2 separate regions of the Mus musculus genome follow, and region 1 is linked to region 2. The links are chromatin contacts, called in public Hi-C maps. All regions are on one chromosome and are shown on one strand. The core of a region is the stretch at or near the end of the contact, and the rest is flanking DNA. Distances in the headings are between cores, read along the strand shown. Region 1 overlaps Ap3b1 (adaptor-related protein complex 3, beta 1 subunit). Region 2 overlaps Scamp1 (secretory carrier membrane protein 1).

Region 1 (3,225 bases), core at 322-2,821, 150 kb after region 2:
AGCCAGGGAGTGTCCCAGCCATTGCTCTCTCAGTGCCATTCTCTGTGCTTGAAGCTTTTCTCCTGTTCTACCTTGGCCTCTGACCCCTCCCTCATCAGCACTAGGTATGAGCCACGCTGTGGGAGGCGTCTGGTGTGCGGATGATCTTTTTGTTGTGGTAGATATGGAGAGGAACGATGGAGTCCATGAAGCTGGTAGTAAATTCACTTGCTCTTCCTGGACCTTTCGTCGTGGAAACAGAACACTTTTCGTTAATTTTGCTCACTGAGAGCTGCTTGTCTGGCAGGTGGTTATGCAGGAGACCTTGCTGTCTCCTCCTTTTCCTCTTCTGCCCCCCAGTTCTGCTGTGTTGCCCAGGACTCTGTAAGAGAAGTTTTAGTAGAGTCATTATTGCTGGTCTCTTTCTTTTAAATATGCTTTTAGTTTTATTTGATGTGTATGGTGTCTGCCTGCGTGTGTGGCTTTGTACCGTTTGTGTACAGTGCTCATGAGAGCAGAAGAAGGTGTTGGATCCTCTGGAACTGGAATTACAGATGGTTGTGAGCCACCACGTGGGTGCTTGACACGACGTCCTCTGTGTCCCCTGTAAGAGCACCAAGTGCTCTCAGCCACTGGTCTCCCCATTTGCCTCTGGGCTGTTTGCTTTTGATGTCTTTGTTCTTTAAAACTTTGTGATTTTTTTGGTGGGGGGAATATACTTAATCTAATATTATGGAAAACCTGAAATGAGCTTCTTAGAAACCTGTGCTCAGAGAATTGATTGATGTTTTCTTGCTGCCAAGTGAGAAATTTCATTTTTGTAAGTGTATGCTGCCTTAGATACACAGGGGAGCCATCTGGTACGTCATCTGACATGAGATGTCAGATGATACAAAAAGTGACCTAGAAAGCAGTCGGCTAGCGTACAAAAATAATCAAAGCGTTAGTCAATAACTCATGAAGTTTGATGCAGTGGTATCGATAAGCTAATTAAACAGATCTGCCTGTGTTCTTGCAGACTGCCGGGGCCCTGCTATGATTAGCTTTACAGCAAGGAGTGTTGTAACATTGAATGAAAGTAACTGATCAGAGAGTGGCGTAGTCACGGACCTTCAACTACTCCCATTTCTGCTCACAGAATGGTCTCAGGGAAAGTAGGCTTTCTGTGCACACCTGCAGCCTGGCAGTGCATAGGCCTCTTGTGGTCAATATTGATTGATTCTTATAACAGAACTGGAACAAATTTAGTGTTTTGCAACCTTCTGTGATTTAATATTGTTATGCTTTTTGCCATAACAGTCACAGAAATCCTCCTCCAATTGTGAGTAATTACAGCGAAGCCTGCTAGCTCAGCTGTGGTTCTGAGTCATTATCAACCCTAGCTCCATCCTGGAGTTCATAATACAGTTTTAAAGCTCGCTGGCTGTCCTGAGAAACAAAAGTGTTGTTGAGAAATAAATCCCAAGGAAATCAGGGCAGCGTGGACTCTTAGTGTTTTTTTTCTCTAAAACTTGGCTGTGCAGAGTTGGCTCTGAGCATGATTGGGAAGGACAAAGAGCACTTGGAGTGGTTGTTCCAAGCAGACAGAACAAGTTCCACAATCATCATCATGCTCCTCGGGTGCACTGTGGCTTTTAGACATTGCTAGTCAGTGGCTTACAACTGCTGGGGACATTAGATCCCATGGGTAGTTACAGAGCTTTGATCAGCAGTCCAGTCTGGCTGGCAGGATACAGTTTAACTCAAGCACCTTCAGTCCTAGGTGATTCGAGAACTTTCTGATTGACATGTGCTCTAGCTGATAACCTGTCAGCCAGCAGGTCTTGGCTACTTTCTAGCAGAGCTGCATTCAGGAACTTAAAACTCGAGCTGGGAAGTTGTGGCCATCTGTTTTCAAAGAACCATCTATCACAGGATCGGCATTATGGCACCGACACGTTAAGACGTTGCTTTGAATCAGAAATGTTAGTTGTGGTTTGGATCTTTTAGCTTCTTCCACTTTTAAACTAGCATCCCTTACCTGGTTTGGTTTCTGTCTAAACTGGTCTTGCCTGGTCTTGGAACCTATGGTTTGTCCCTTATGTGAAAACTCACTTGAGATGATTAAATGGGACAGCATTACGTATTCATCTTTGGACTTTGCAGACTCCGAAGTGTGAGAAGCACCTATTGAACAAAAGAAGTCACATGGAGTATGATTGGGAATTTAGGCAAAAAGTTCGCTGATTAAAGAGATGGGGATCCTGGAGTAAGGCACCCTGACCTCACAGAGTAACAACAGTTCCTATTGGCTTGTTAACATGAACTTCCAGGGCTAGGGTCATCACGGTACAGATCTGCACATGTGTCAGGAGACCGGTTCTTTTTTTTTGTTGTTTTTTTCCAAGACAGGGTTTCTCTGTGTAGCCCTGGCTGTCCTGGAACTCACTCTGTAGACCAGGCTGGCCTCGAACTCAGAAATCTGCCTGCCTCTGCCTCCCAAGTGCTGGGATTAAAGGTGTGCGCCACCACGCCCGGCTAGGAGACCGGTTCTTACATAGCAAAGCTGAATGCTAGACATTATGTATGATTTATTAAAGGTTAGATGATGTAAAGCCTTTGTCTATAAATACAAAGTTTTTTCCTGCCTTAAAGAACAAGAGATGTGAGTGTAGTCCTTTAGTTCCAGGACTGAGGAGGTCAAGGCAGGGCTCCTGAGGTCCTGACCAAGTTAGGCTATAAGGAGGCTCAGTCTCAACAGATATTTTATGAAAAAATTATTTTGGGGATTGCGTAATTTTACTGGGTTTTCAGGTATCCCTCGGGGAGGGTACTAACTCCTTTTCTTAGGTAATAAGTCAATAGGAAACTGGAGGACAGATCTCATTGGCCAGAACACGGAGGCCTCCGGAAAGCGCCCCTGCATCCCCACAGACACATCCTGTTTGTGTGTTTCTGCCTCTGTGACCATCAGCAAACCTGCCTCCCCTTTGACTTGCGGTAGTGACTGTGCTTAGTGGAAGTGAGCATTGAGAGCAGAGGCAGTGTAGGCCGTGGGAAGTCAGAGCGTGAGGTGAAGAATAAGGGAAAATAAAAAATAAAAGTGAGCCAGAGAGTGCTTTCCTCTTATAACCAGAAAGAAACACTGAAGAGCTTCCTCAGGTGAAAGGCACCCAACAAGACGAGGTGCTTCTGTACAGCCAGGACCCCGAGTCAGAGAAAACATGCTTTATAAGATATTGGAAGCTTAAAATATGGATTAGGTAT
Region 2 (3,204 bases), core at 563-3,062:
TCAAGAAAATGACTACATAAGATCAGGCTGAAGACAAGCCTGTAGGGCATATTTTAAATTAGTGATTGATGGGGGAGGGCCCAGCCCACTGTGGGTGGGGTCATGCCTGGGCTGATGGTCCTAGGTTCTATAAAAAAGCAGGCTGAGCAAAACATTACCAGCAAGCCAGAGAGCAGCACTGAGCCTTTAGGGACACCAGCTGCTCTTACAGAAGACTTGGACTCAGTTCCCAGCATCTGCATTTACACAAACCAGGGAACTCTAGTTCCCGAGAATCGGATGTCTCCTTCCACCTTCCATGGGCACCAGGTTCATGGTAGACACACACACACACACACACACACACACACACACACACACATCCTGAAGCACCTAGGGACACAAAGCTACCAGTCACCTCATTAACATACATCAAATTCCAAAAGTTTTAGGATCTATATACCCAGAACTGAGGACAAGGAGCAAATACATTTATGTTTTTAATTACAGCTTTGTACAAAGCTCCTATAGAACTAAGGAGTCAATAAAATACACATTGAAGAAACCCCCAAGGAAATTCTACATGATCTTTCAGAATAATCTTCTACACTATGAAGAATACTCACCAACCAGTTAAGGATCATTATAGGGTGATAAAAATCCACATCTATAACACAAGTATGCATGGGGTGACTAACATTTTCAGAATCACAAATATTTATAACTAGGGACCTGGTGTGTACAATTATCTAAGATATCAGCGAAATTTCAGAAAACAACATTATTTGAGGAGAAAACTACTTCCAAAGTTTTTTGTTTGTTTGTTTGTTTGTTTGTTTGTTTTTGTTTTTCGAGACAGGGTTTCTCTGTATAGCCCTGGCTGTCCTGGAACTCACTCTGTAGACCAGGCTGGCCTCAAACTCAGAAATCTGCCTGCCTCTGCCTCCCAAGTGCTGGTATTAAAGGCATGCATTAAGGCCACCACTGCCCGGCCTACTTCCAAACTTCTAAAATCTTGATCAAATAAAATTGTCCAAAAGGCTTTAACAAAAAGCCCTAAGTGTAACTGGTGATGACCTTAATGCACGGCAGAACATGGTCCTTTCCACCCTCGTGAGCACACAGAGTAGGCACCCATCAGGGGAGGTCTTCTCATACCCCTGAAGTTTGAGAGGAAGAAAGTTTTTTTCCTAGAGCAAGCAGACTTCCAGAGGGAAAAACTGCTACAGCAGCAGGCGACTCAAATGACAAGCACACAAATGTCACAGGCAGCCCCATTATAAGAAAGCATCGCCGACATTCCCACAAAGGCAGCACCAACAGCAAGAGGCACGCTCCTACTTCCCAGTGCTTCCAGTGCCTCGAGGAGGTCCGCACAACACACTTTACAGAAGAGGAACTCTCAGGAACTTCTCGAGAACTATCATGGTCATCATGGTTACCACCAATGTCCTGCCCATGAAAAACAAACAATCCTAACTTGCTGAATTCTAACTAACACATCCACACAGGTTGTTTTACACTCACTTACTCCACCAGCTGAAAAAGAGTAGTTAAAATGTCCCCTATTTAACTTCCATTTAAACACTTAAGAGAAGTACAAAAAATAAATCATGCTACCGTGCGAGAGTCGGAGAAAGGGTTGTATTCATCAAGTCCCGGTGGCACATTTCTTGTCACCTGTGTGACAGATGGGTCCTGGAAAAAGAATTGAAAGAGAAAAAAAAATATGAGTTAATAATTAAGACACAATTTTGATATTTACATACTACTTGCTTTATCTGAACCTTTGGTCTCAGCAAAACAAAGCAAACTGAAAGTACTGTCAGATATATTCAACATTTCAACAAAGGTAATATTTAAGCCGGCAGCCCTCACACCCTCAAAGAAAAACAAATAAAACATGAGTTAGGCGCAAGTCAGCTGCTAGTCGGTATATAAAGATCGAAGTAGGCCCACCTACTTGCTGTGTGGTGCTGACTGCCTTAGGACACTTAAACCCACCATTTGTCAGATCAACATAAAGTTCATACCCTCCCCCCGTTATGACACAGGGTCTCACTCTATAGCCAGGCTGGCTTTGAACCCTTGGCAGTCCTAATGCCTCAGCCTCCTGAGTTCTGGCTTCATATCTGGCTTCATGGTCTCCTTTTTACTTTTGTGATGTTTTATTATGTTGAGAATTTCACACATGAGTAATTATCTACATCACTCCTGCCCCTTCCTCTAAACCCTCCTATGTTCTACCTCCTAAATCATGATCTCTTCTTTAATTACTATTGTTATCTGTGTGTGTGTGTGCGCACACACACACACACACACACACACACACACACAGAGGTATGTATGAGTACACAGAGAGAGAGACACACACATGTATATTGCCGAGTCTAGCATGGCTTTGGTGGGAGTGGAATGGCTTGAGTATCAATGGCGGCTGAGGGGTAAGGCTTGTTTGAATAATAATATACATTATTTTTATGTTCCTCCGAGGAATGTTTTTCTGTAAGGTTAATGACTCCATGATAATCAGAGACAGCATGAGTTCGGGAGGCAAAGGTGTGTCTATGTCTCAGCAAAATGGTAAATGCTGGGATCTTTAGGTCAGCCTTTAAGGCGGTGGAAAAGAACTCTAAAAACATGAGTCTGAAAATATATAATTTCTCAACTATGCGACAATATAAGGATGCAATATGAATTGTATGAGGATCTTCACAGACCTAGAGGAACAGAGGCAGCTACTGCACTATGAGCCCTCTGTGAGAAAGATGCTGAGGAAAGAGGTAAAGAGATTTAGGGAGCGGTGACTGCAAGGCAAGATCCCGCCCAGCTAAGTGTTTTGTTTACAAAGGCAGGTAGATTCTTGAATTTAAGGTCAGTTGGAACAGTACTAATTTAATTTAATTTAATTTAATTTAGTTGTGTGGTCAGAATGGTAATCTCAGGACAAGGGGCCACACCCAGCTAAATTTACAAAGAGGGCAGATCTCTGAAATTTTTTTTCAATGTTAAAAAAAAATGTACTTGTCCTTTCTTTCTTTCTTTTTTTTTTTTAAGAGTCGAGCTAAGGTCTTGGCATGCAGTCTGTGGGACAGTCAAGAGGGAGCCCAGAGTAAAAGACTGAGTTGAAATGTAAATAAAAAAACTGGGCTTTTGGTCTGCAGGAGATGAGCCAGCAGAAAGTGAGAGCAGGAAGTGATTTTTGTAGAATTTTTTTCTATCGAG

What was found. Hi-C and Micro-C count contacts between places; a contact is called where the count stands out from the background.
Region 1: a Hi-C map of liver shows a contact between it and region 2, with 1.7 times the contacts expected there. The contact joins two enhancer-like sites. A contact is called at or near these places in 1 of 484 Hi-C or Micro-C datasets (liver), 1 of 115 datasets of contacts at active chromatin or transcription factors (embryonic stem cells) and 1 of 9 other capture datasets (adipose tissue).

What each region holds. Positions count from the first base shown.
Region 1 is chr13:94,397,745-94,400,969 of GRCm38.p6, forward strand. All of the region lies in intron 3 of Ap3b1 (adaptor-related protein complex 3, beta 1 subunit), which reads left to right. Among named protein-coding and RNA genes, the nearest start is that of Ap3b1, 40 kb to the left of the region's middle. Within about 2 kb of position 1,572, at least 65 of the 459 cell types and tissues checked have an H3K27ac peak or open chromatin away from gene starts, as enhancers often do. A contact at or near this core is called in liver, where this site is marked.
Region 2 is chr13:94,251,394-94,254,597 of GRCm38.p6, forward strand. Scamp1 (secretory carrier membrane protein 1) reads right to left here. Exons shown (of 9, transcript NM_029153.1): 2 at 1,600-1,677. Among named protein-coding and RNA genes, the nearest start is that of Scamp1, 32 kb to the right of the region's middle. Within about 2 kb of position 1,813, at least 15 of the 459 cell types and tissues checked have an H3K27ac peak or open chromatin away from gene starts, as enhancers often do. A contact at or near this core is called in liver, where this site is marked.